Linked DNA regions of Triticum aestivum: region 2 is linked to region 1. A link is a contact called in public Hi-C data. All regions are on one chromosome and are shown on one strand. Each heading gives the region's core, a stretch centred on a gene start, on an enhancer-like site or on the middle of the called end of the contact. The rest is flanking DNA. Distances are from core to core; before and after follow the strand shown.

Region 1 (5,103 bases), core at 1,138-3,637:
TCTCTAGGGCATATTTCCTTCACGCAAAACCTCCATGCCGAGGTGCCTCAGCCTCATCGAGGGGTTGCCGCCGCCTCCTCCTGCCTCAGCGCCTTGGCACCGAGCGCTGTTGCCACCGTGGCCAACACCGGCTGCAGCGGCGGCATGACTTGTTGTGGGGTGTGGGGCTGGCGGCGATGGGATCTGATCCCCCTGGCGCCGCCCTGGGGTGGCGGGGCGAGGGGGTCGGAGGGGTCTTCCTAAACACTGTCTTGTGGGAAAGGCTGCTCAGATGTAGAAGTGCACCTGAACGACGTATTTGTACAAGATAAAAATGTATATTATTGGTATTGAGAGGATTCCGAATTAGCATTCATTTTTTAATAAATTTTCAATGCAATAACTTCTCAGATCACGACATTCATTTTTGAACAAATTTCCAATGCAACAACTTCTCAGATCACGGCTCATATCAACGGCTAAAGACGTTTTCGTAGATACGTACTCCCACGCCTACGTGGCCCTATAAATTTTCGGTGCCCTGGCGATGACTACTGGTAGAGCAACGTACCGCCCCAAGGCTCGCCGCCGAGGCTGACTGAGGCCACCCACTCCATCTTCGTTCCAGCCAATCGAGTGAAAACCCATGTATTTGCGTTGATCTTTCCTTGTCAAGCAATTTAACGGTATGTGTATGTAGGTATGCGCTGCTAAAGGCTCAGTCACACGCTGGAAGAGTACAAAAGGAAATTAAGCGGAAGCTCCAAATCAAGAAGGCGTTAGAGCATCCACATGTGCGGGTCACCAAATCCGGCCCCTCAACCGCACTGGGACACGTCCGGATGCGTCTGTGGCACTGATCAAGCACTTCTAAAATCTTGTCATTCACATAATATCTTATATCCATATTAAAACGTACAACATGAATATAACTGTATAGATCATCAAACGGATATAAAAATAGACATAAAAATGCACAATCCTATCACCAACGTATATCTTAGATCACCAAAAGTTCACATAATCCACGTAAACGACGGATAAGTTTATACTAGATTAGTAAAACTTGAAATTACAGACACAGACGGCAGTGCTTCACCACTTCCTCGTCGTTCCTTTGCCCTTCCAGTCACCAGCCTTGTTGTAGGCATCCGGGCAGGCGTCGGTGGCAAGAGGTGGGTAGTTGGAGTCGGAGCAGTGGTCGGAGGAGGAACCGGAGATGGCAATGAAGGCCTCATTCGCCGAATAACCCGGTCCTACTTCCGCTTGAGCTTGGCCACCCTCGCTGCCTTGTGTTCGGACTGCTCAATGGCTAGCCAGAACGCCTTGGTGTTCTTCCTCCCTAGTCGGCGAGCGTCTCTCGCCGCCGTGGTAGACCAACGCGAGAAGCAGCTCCTCCTCGTCGGGCATCACTGGAACGCCTCCCTCTCCCTTGCCCACTATCTCTCGCGGCAGGCGACGCACGCCTTCATTTTTGGCGTGCGCGGCTGCGGTGCCGGTGGAGCGAGCACTAGAACCCATCGCTGCCCTTACACAGCATCGCACGGTAGGGGAGGTGGACGGCGGAGGGGCGACACGGATTGAGCAGCCGCGCGGAGCTGCGCGCTGACGGAAAGGGCTAGCTCGGCATCGGGCGAGCGGTGACGGACCAGATCCAGAACTGCCCACATGTCCATCCATGGCCGCTCCATTGTAATGCGGAGGGTCGGCTTGTCCTTGTCATCGACGAAGTTGTCGGAGTGGCTGCGGAGCTCGGCATGCTCGCCGGAGATTGGATTATATCAAATCAGAGAAGGGGAGGAGAAGAGACGAAGCGTGAGTGGAGCAAAGTGTGTGTAGGATTTCCGGATCAGGATTTTTGTGGGGACAGACTGGGGTTGACGGTTCGCTGGACTGACGTGGCGGACACGTCCGGGCCGCCTCATATTCGCCCTACATTTAAACTAGATATAAAAGGCGTCGAAAAGCCTAGACGTTTGAGACCGATTTTGAGATACTCGGGTGAGTCGGCTCATTTTAATCGGTCCGTCCGTTCAGACGTTTGAGTACGGTTCGAGGGATAGGGATTTAGATGCTCTTAGACTGGTCATAGTGGGGAGTAACTTAGACTAGTGTCTGCATATGACACTAGTCTATGTTACTACCTTCATAGTGCAAAGTGTCATAAAAGTAGTATCATATAAGGTTGCATTTATTAGCTTATAGACTCAACATTTTTTGAAAAGCGATATGTAATGGTAACATAATATGTTACTCCAAACACCACTCTCCTCATTAACTAGATGTCATCATCACATGTCGTTACTAGCTAAGTTATTCCCCCTATGACTAGCCTTATGCAGTGCCCGCGTGGCTCTCGGCGGCCTATTTACATGCGCTCCCTCTCCCATGATCCATACCACCTCTCCACCTAGCTAGCACGGCAGTGGATGGCCAAGAAGAGCTCCACGTGCTCCAGATCAAAACTGCTCAAATTCTTCCTGGGATCTCTTGTACAAGCTACAAGCCATTGATCCTTTCCCTAGCCGGATCTTTAGGCCGCGCGGCGAGAGCAAATAATCGGCGGGCAGGCGCGTACGCATGCGTGTGTCGATTCAAGTGCTCTGGCCTGGAAATGTAAGCGCGCTCTCTCTTTCTATATATATACATGTAAATGTGTGTGTGTGTGTGTGTGTGTGTGTGTTCGGAGGTGCGTTCGTGAAGAATTTGCATGCTGCGCGCAAAATCAGTCGTGATTTTTCCAAACCGTACAATTCACGTGACTTGGCCTAGCATGCCTGCGGCTGGGTGACTTGGTTTAACAAGAGTTGTTGAGTTTAACTGTAAAAATAAACGAGGATGCGTCCATCCATCTAACACACGTAGTACATGCGTTGGTACGAAAGGACTTTGCAACACCACAGATCCCGCCCGGCATCCCGATGCATGCGGCGGATGCTCCCTTCCATGTGCTGATATGCGTGCATGTGCCCAGATTTGGTCCCAATAAACGACACTCTTGAGAGCTCGTACTACTTCGCAGTAGTACGTAGTACGTCAGTGTATTGTTAACTTTGAGTAGTACGGAGTAGTTTAATAAAGTAAATCTACTACAAGTAAAGAAATAAGGTTTGAAACTAGTATCTTTTTGTGCGGGATGAAATCCACCGCTTTCCCCCGCGAAAAAAGAAAGAAATATGGAATTCACCGCTTGGCAAACGCGGTCAGCAATGCTCCACACGATTCACCTTCCTCTAGCGGTTGATTCAATCTGCCTGCCAAATCACATACTCCTAGTACTTGGTTGCACGGGGCCGCAAACTCCATGACTCACTCTCACATCGATATGACGGGGAGCTCACACCGGGCCGAGGCCAGAACAAAACAGGGACGTGCCGGCAGACGTTGCTCTCTCTACCGGTCCCTCACCGCGGCCAGCAACAAGCACCACACACCTCTCCCGTCGCTTCGCTCGCTCCGTACGTCCGAAAGCCTCTCCTCTCGCGGGGCCAGGTCGACTCGGCTCGGCTCTCATCCGTAGCCGTGTCACCTCTCACCAGTCAAGATCGCGTCTTGATGAACTGCCAGCCAGCCTCTTTTGGAGTTTCCTGGGGGCCCAAAAAAACTTTTCTCCAGCAAGCCTCGGAAAGTAAGCATGGGACAGCCAGTCCCCATGGCCGGCGTAAGCGCAGAAATGGATGTTAGCCCGGCTGTCACCTCCGTCGTCTGGACCTTGAGCGAGCGAGCGAGTGGCCGTTGTCGCGCGCGGGTTTCTACGGGGGGCTTGCGTCTTTTGACCTGTTTTCAAAAAAAGTGACACCGACGGTATACTCGTAGTAGCCAGTTTATAGGAGACCCGCCTATCATGTCAGGCTCCACGGGAGGGCGACCATGTGAATGTGATGCCCGCTCCTCCTCATCGCACGCGCGTGAGCTTGATCGATCGATCGATCGATCTCTCTGTTGCTGCGACACAACAATAGTTTCTGCGCGACCATATTAGTTTACGGAGTGTCCTGTGCGGAGACGCCTGTGCCTGTGTAGGCGCTTTATGCCAAGAAAAAATAGTACTGCATTGACGGTAGTACTGCATTTTCTCGCTTCAATCTACTAAAGGAAATCGAGCACCACTACGTAAACATATACTCCCTCTGTATCTAAACACTCTTATATTAGTATACGGAGTGAGTAATATATAAGATGTTTTCAATTTTGAGCTGCAAAAACATCTTGTATTAGTGTACGGAAGTGGTATTTGCTATCAAGACTTAAAAATAATATCTTCATCGACCGGAGAATTGCTTTCTTAGAAATATGCATTTCTTTTAAAGAAATGGATTTTACTTATTTATTTAGAACGGCATGGAGATATACATCCGCACTATGGACCATCGTTTGTTGTTCGCTAAGCATGGAATTCGCTTCCATGGTGATCACCAAACACTAAAAAATTCAGTTCGTAATCACGTTTGTGCCATTGCACCCGCTTCTTGCTTCGTGCATGTTGTTCGTGCTTGCAATGGTAGAGCACAAGAGGTAGAGCATATCCGAGAGACTCATGCGGCATTTTTTGAGCTACCAAGTCACCACATGCGCCTCATAGCCTCACATAGTTTAAAAATTGTTTTGATCATCAATTGCACCAATAATTTATGAGTTATGTGCAATAAATATATCATTTTATTTTATATATGAACTCAATGGCATATTTTCTGATATATAATTAAAAAAAATACTAGAACAATAGATAATTTATTAGTGATGGTCAAAGTTTGCCTCAAAATATGTGTGAGCTTATAATAAACCCACGGAAGGGAGTATTCTTCATCAGGACCAATGATGCTTGAGTGTTGCGCTAAAGTTATTTTAAATTGCTATGGAAAAATTATTACTAGTTGGTGAAACAAAGGGTATGAAAAGCAAGGAAATACTTTAAATAAAATAGATTGTGATAGTATCCCATAAGCCAAAGGAAACCTGGTGGCAAGTCCCTGGTAAGCTGGGCCTAGTCAAACTAAAGCACGTGTGAGATGTGCGTGAGACTGATTCATCCAGATCTACAGGGAACATACCAGTTAAAGCAAGTACAATAGTTACTATAAACCTATTTGCATGACATTTTTTGCTTATGTGAAGAACAAGAAA
Region 2 (5,390 bases), core at 410-2,909, 450 kb before region 1:
AGGCTGAGTTAACTCTCTCAGCATGTGAGTTAACTCTCTTTGTTTCTTAAAGAATCATTCACTAAACTCTTGTTTAATTACTTGAGAGTCGAGAAAGTCATAAATGTTTAGGCTTTGGTGATATTGCATGATATATTTACTAAATTAGAGCATGGAATGGACGACTGGTTTTGTTTTATTTGGTCAATACTTGCTATCTTGTGGTGAAAACAGAAAATTATTTGTCTCTTGTTTCTTGTGTAACCGTGTTGCACATTTCTATTCTCTATTTGCTCGCCTCTTCTTTTTAATCTTGGCGACATTTATACTGAAGAGAACATACCGTACTATTCGATGTTTGTAAGAAGTTACTTCCAACAGGCTCTGCATCTAAGGAACAATGGTCTTAATTCCCTACCGCCGACTTTATTCAAGAAGTGCTGGCGGCTTACTACACTTGATCTCCATGGCACTGGAATTACAAATGACATTCTTCGACAGGTATAAGTTCATAGAAAGGTTGAAACCTTCACACATAGGTAGTTTTGTTTGTTATCATCATCGCTCCAGTGGAATTAAGATGGCTATACACATTCTTTTTTTTGACCGACATACTTACATTTGGAATAGGAAATTATAGTTTCACCATTCAAGTTCTGTTTGTTTCTGCAATCTCTCTTACTGCTGCTTTCTATAGCTGGGTTCGCCCTGGGACACTTCCACATAATATAGTTTCCATGTTTATACCACCTTGTTGATAAGTACACTATTTGTTCTATATCGATGCTATTCCTTACATTTTAACCGAAATATGATTAAATCCTCTACCGTATTGCCTGTTTGGCCTTGGCTCTGACATAGATATTTTATGGTGCTAATGTTATTTTACTTTATACGAGCAGCTGGAGGGCTGGGAGGAGTTTGATGAACGTAGGCGGCAGAAGTATCAAAAGCAGCTGGATTTTCATGTAGGATCATCAGGTGTTTTCGACGAGGGTGCGGATGATGATAACCGGCATGCATAATTGTCTTTCTTATTACAGACAGGGTTTTGCGCTTCCAATATTGTCCCAGAATTATTCTAGAATTGAACTTGAACAGACACGGAGCTGATATTATTCCTCACATTTTGGTCGTGTATTTGTTTATTCCTATCATTTCATTACATTTTAATACCAAGTGATGAAAAGTGGTGGCTACCTGTTAAACATTATCAGAGCATTTGCATCCCCAGCATTCATAACTTATCAAGAACTTCCAAGATTTTTTTAGAAACACTATGATTGCCTATGCGTTGCAACCGGGATTAGAATTTTTCTAGTACTGTAACCTGTGTTTATCTGCCCATATTAACCTGATTGTGTAAAAAATATTATTTTATTTGGTAAGCACTTATTGGCTTATGAAAGAAAATATATTTTTGTTTGGTAAGTTAATAATAGGTGGATGCAGTTAAGGCAGTTTCAGGAAAATTTATGTAAAAAACTTGAGATGAGACAAAAAGAATCAAAACGGGAGAGTGAGGGGAGAATGGATGTAAGGTTGGACGAAGCATAAGCGGACGACAGAACCCAAATATTTTTTAGGTAAATGTTTGGGAACGGTGCGCTGGCTGAAACTTGGCCGGTCGCACCTCGCTCGCTCGGGAAACCACGACACAGATCCACACCCGCTCGTGACGGGAAGAAACACAAGAAGCCATGTCCATTGTGAGACCCACACACGATCTATCCCCACCTTATCTCTTCCTCCTCCTCTCTCTCTTCCTCAATCCCCTTTTTTCTGTTTCATCCCGATCCTGAATACCTCGCCGCCGTTTGTACCTCCTGACGAGCTCTTATCCATGGCGAGGGGAGGGGGCGGGTGTGATGTTTTGTTGGGCGACGGTAGGGCGCGCACTGCGAGCAGATGGCGGGGGTGGTGGTCCAAAGGCACTGGACGACGGCGCATCACGAGCACGAGTGGCGGCACGGCCGGCAACTGCAAGCTATGTGGCCGCCGGCGTGGATTGGCTCGGCGGTGCTGCAACCGCAGTTCCGCAGAGCTGCAACCGTGGTCGGAGAAAGCTGGAACCACGGTCTAGCGGAGCTGCAAGGTTCCTACATGCTGGTGAGGGGGTGCTACAACCATGGATGAGAAAAGCTGGAAGCGTTGTCCGGCGGAGCTACAACCAGATCCGGTGGAGCTGCGAGGTGAACCAGTCGTTTTTGTTGGCACCGTCCTTTTTTTCTTTTGCTACAACCGCAAGTTTTTTTTTGCTGGATCGCTGAGATGTTTTTGTTTCGTGACCGTCGGCAGCGAGGCATGATTTTTGGCGACATTGTCGGCCCTCGGTTGGTTTGTGAGGTGTTCTTTTTGCTGGAACCGGCATATTATTTTGCTGGAACTACCTTATTTTTTGCTACAATCGACCCTGCAGCTCTTCTCCTCTGAATTTGTTTTTGCTGGAACCGATCTATTCTTTTGCTGGAAGCTGTGGTATTTTTCTCGCTACAACTAATCATTGGAGCTATTTTTTGCAACTGAATTTGTTATGTTGGAACTTGAGCTTTTTCTTGCTGGAACCTAGTAATATTTTGCTTCAAGGATTTTGTTTTGTTTTCAGTTTTTTTGTAGGACAACAGATGCAAGCCGACGAGCCGGAGGCAATGACGTAGATCAGGGGGATGCTGCAACCATGGCGAATCGTGAGCTGGAATTAACCGGGGGAGGGGATTAGAGCTGCAATCTGTCGGTGACCGCGCGCTAGGGGATCCACTGGCGGCTGTTATGCAATCCCCAAGAGCGGCCCCGGCGAGCGCGCCGACGATCGGCTCGGCGAGCTGCTAGCGCGAGGCCCGGGCGGTTCATGGAGTTGTGCTTTGTACGCGAGCGAGGAGGGGATTTTTTTTTCTAGATCTGACGGTCACGTGTGTCTGTATCCAACGCTAGGGCGCTGACCGGCTGAAAATTTCGGCGCGCGCCTAGCAGTGCCTTCTTTTTTAACGCGATATAAGAGAACCACGCAGAGCAAATCTTGATGTAAAAATGGAAAAAATAAAATAGAATTATCTTTTGGTTATAAAATATACATTCTGTCATTATTTAAACTGACAAAAATAGATGTGCCCATTGATCTTTTTGACCAGTTTACCAAAGATAAGAGATCTAAACTGCCAAAACATCTTACATTTGCAAATAAAGGGTGTATTTATTTGTTTATAGAGCATGAATTTATTGCTGTTTGTTGGATTACAAAAGATGTCTAACCGGCATTAGGTTTTATCCCAAAAAACAATTTGTTGGGGGATCGTGAATTTAGTGCTATACAATAGATTGATCTGATTTATTGGGTTATCAAAAATCTTTTTTATGAAAACCAGATCGACATGGAAATCTGAAAAAAATGATGAAGGTTGGAAGGAGAGACGAATAGTGGTGGTGAGAAAAATTAACGCAAGATGGAACATGTATCAAGTCTAGACTTGAACTCAGGTGGGTAGATTTTACTGCAAGGAATTACTTCACTAGAACTTTTAAGATGCTTCCAAATGATTATCGATTGTCTATTTGATTATTCTAATCTTGTAGGCGAAGGATGCTGTGTATTGTCGAGTTAATTGCAAAAAATCATCATATTTGGGGCATCGATTGCAGAAAACCGCCTAGTTCATAATTTTATGCAAAAATCATCGCGTTTTTAGTAAACTTTTTGCAAATTGCACTGATCAGGTGATTTAGCCCATTTAATCACTTTTTGACACATGGAACCGGGCTGTAAGGAGCTGACTTGGCAAAAATTACACACAGACCCCTAGTAGATCTAAAAAAAGTAATCAACCCCTGGACATGCCCGACAGAGCCCGCTGCCTCGATCCCGTCGGATCGTGAGAGCCCGAGCTGGCCGGCCCCCCGCGCCACTCCGGCGACGTCGCTGCCATCGACAAGCACGTCGGCGACCACCGCTACAGGCTTCGTGCGGCCAGAGTGTTAGGGAACGTAGCAGAAATTCAAAAATTCCTACGTGTCACCAAGATCAATCTATGGAGTCATCTAGCAACGAGGGAGGAGTGGATCTACATACCCTTGCAGATCGCGCGCGGAAGCGTTCAATAGAACGGGGTTGATGGAGTCGTACTCGTCGTGATCCAAATCACCGATGATCCTAGCGCCGAACGGACGACACCTCCGCGTTCAACACACGTACGGAGCAACGACGTCTCCTCCTTCTTGATCCAGCAAGGAGGAAGGAGAGGTTGAGGAAGATGGCTCCAGCAGCAGCACGACGGCGTGGTGGTGATGGAGCTGCAGTACTCCGGCAGGGCTTCGCCAAGCTCTATGGAGGAGGAGGATGTGTTGGAGAGGGAGAGGGAGGCACCAAAGGCTTAGGTGAGAAGTCCTCCATCTCCCCCACTATATATAGGGGGGCCTAGGGGGGGCACCGGCCCTAGGAGATGCAATCTCCTAGGGGGGCGGCGGCCAAGGGAGGAGTCCCTCCTCCCCAAGGCACCTAGGGGGTGCCTTCCCCCTTTGGGACTCTTCCCCTAGGGTTTTTCCACCCTAGGCGCATGGGCCCTAGAGGGAAGTGGCGCCCCAGCCCACTTTGGGCTGGATCCCTTCCCACTTCAGCCCATGGGGCCCTCCGGGATAGGTGGCCCCACCCGGTGGACCCCCGGGACCCTTCCGGTGGTCCCGGTACAATACCGGTGACCCCGAAACTTGTCCCGATGGCCGAAATAGCACTTCCTATATATAATTCTTTACCTCCGGACCATTTCGGAACTCCTCATGACGTCCGGGATCTCATCCGGGACTCCGAACAACATTCGGGTTATTGCATATACATACCCCTACAACCCTAGCGTCACCGAACCTTAAGTGTGTAGACCCTACGGGTTCGGGAGACATGTAGACATGACCGAGATGACTCTCCGGTCAATAACCAACAGCGGGATCTGGATACCCATGTTGGCTCCCACATGTTCCACGATGATCTCATCGGATGAACCACGATGTCAAGGACTTAATCAATCCCGTATACAATTCCCTTTGTCTATCGGTACGATACTTGCCCGAGATTCAATCGTCGGTATCCCGATACCTTGTTCAATCTCGTTACCGGCAAGTCTCTTTACTCGTTCCGTAACACATCATCTCGTGATCAACTCCTTGATCACATTGTGCACATTATGATGATGTCCTACCGAGTGGGCCCAGAGATACCTCTCCGTCACACGGAGTGACAAATCCCAGTCTCAATTCGTGCCAACCCAACAGACACTTTCGGAGATACCCGTAGTGCACCTTTATAGTCACCCAGTTATGTTGTGACGTTTGGCACACCCAAAGCACTCCTACGGTATCCGGGAGTTGCACAATCTCATGGTCTAAGGAAATGATACTTGGCATTAGAAAAGCTTTAGCATACGAAC

Evidence for each region. A called contact is a pair of places that touch in the nucleus more often than the background predicts.
Region 2: a contact with region 1 is called in a Hi-C map of leaf, with 8 times the contacts expected there. The contact joins the enhancer-like site here to the promoter of LOC123044359 in region 1. A contact is called at or near these places in 2 of 5 Hi-C or Micro-C datasets (both in leaf) and 1 of 1 datasets of contacts at active chromatin or transcription factors (leaf).

The regions. Positions count from the first base shown.
Region 1 is chr1A:244,985,213-244,990,315 of IWGSC CS RefSeq v2.1, reverse strand. LOC123044359 (silicon efflux transporter LSI2) reads left to right here and starts at 2,387. Exons shown (of 4, transcript XM_044467092.1): 1 at 2,387-2,595.
Region 2 is chr1A:245,434,625-245,440,014 of IWGSC CS RefSeq v2.1, reverse strand. LOC123044374 (plant intracellular Ras-group-related LRR protein 8) reads left to right here. Exons shown (of 10, transcript XM_044467104.1): 9 at 361-480; 10 at 882-1,189. The coding sequence ends at 1,004. Among protein-coding and RNA genes, the nearest start is that of LOC123044374, 6.6 kb to the left of the region's middle. Within about 2 kb of position 1,659, at least 6 of the 8 cell types and tissues checked have an H3K27ac peak or open chromatin away from gene starts, as enhancers often do. A contact at or near this core is called in leaf, where this site is marked.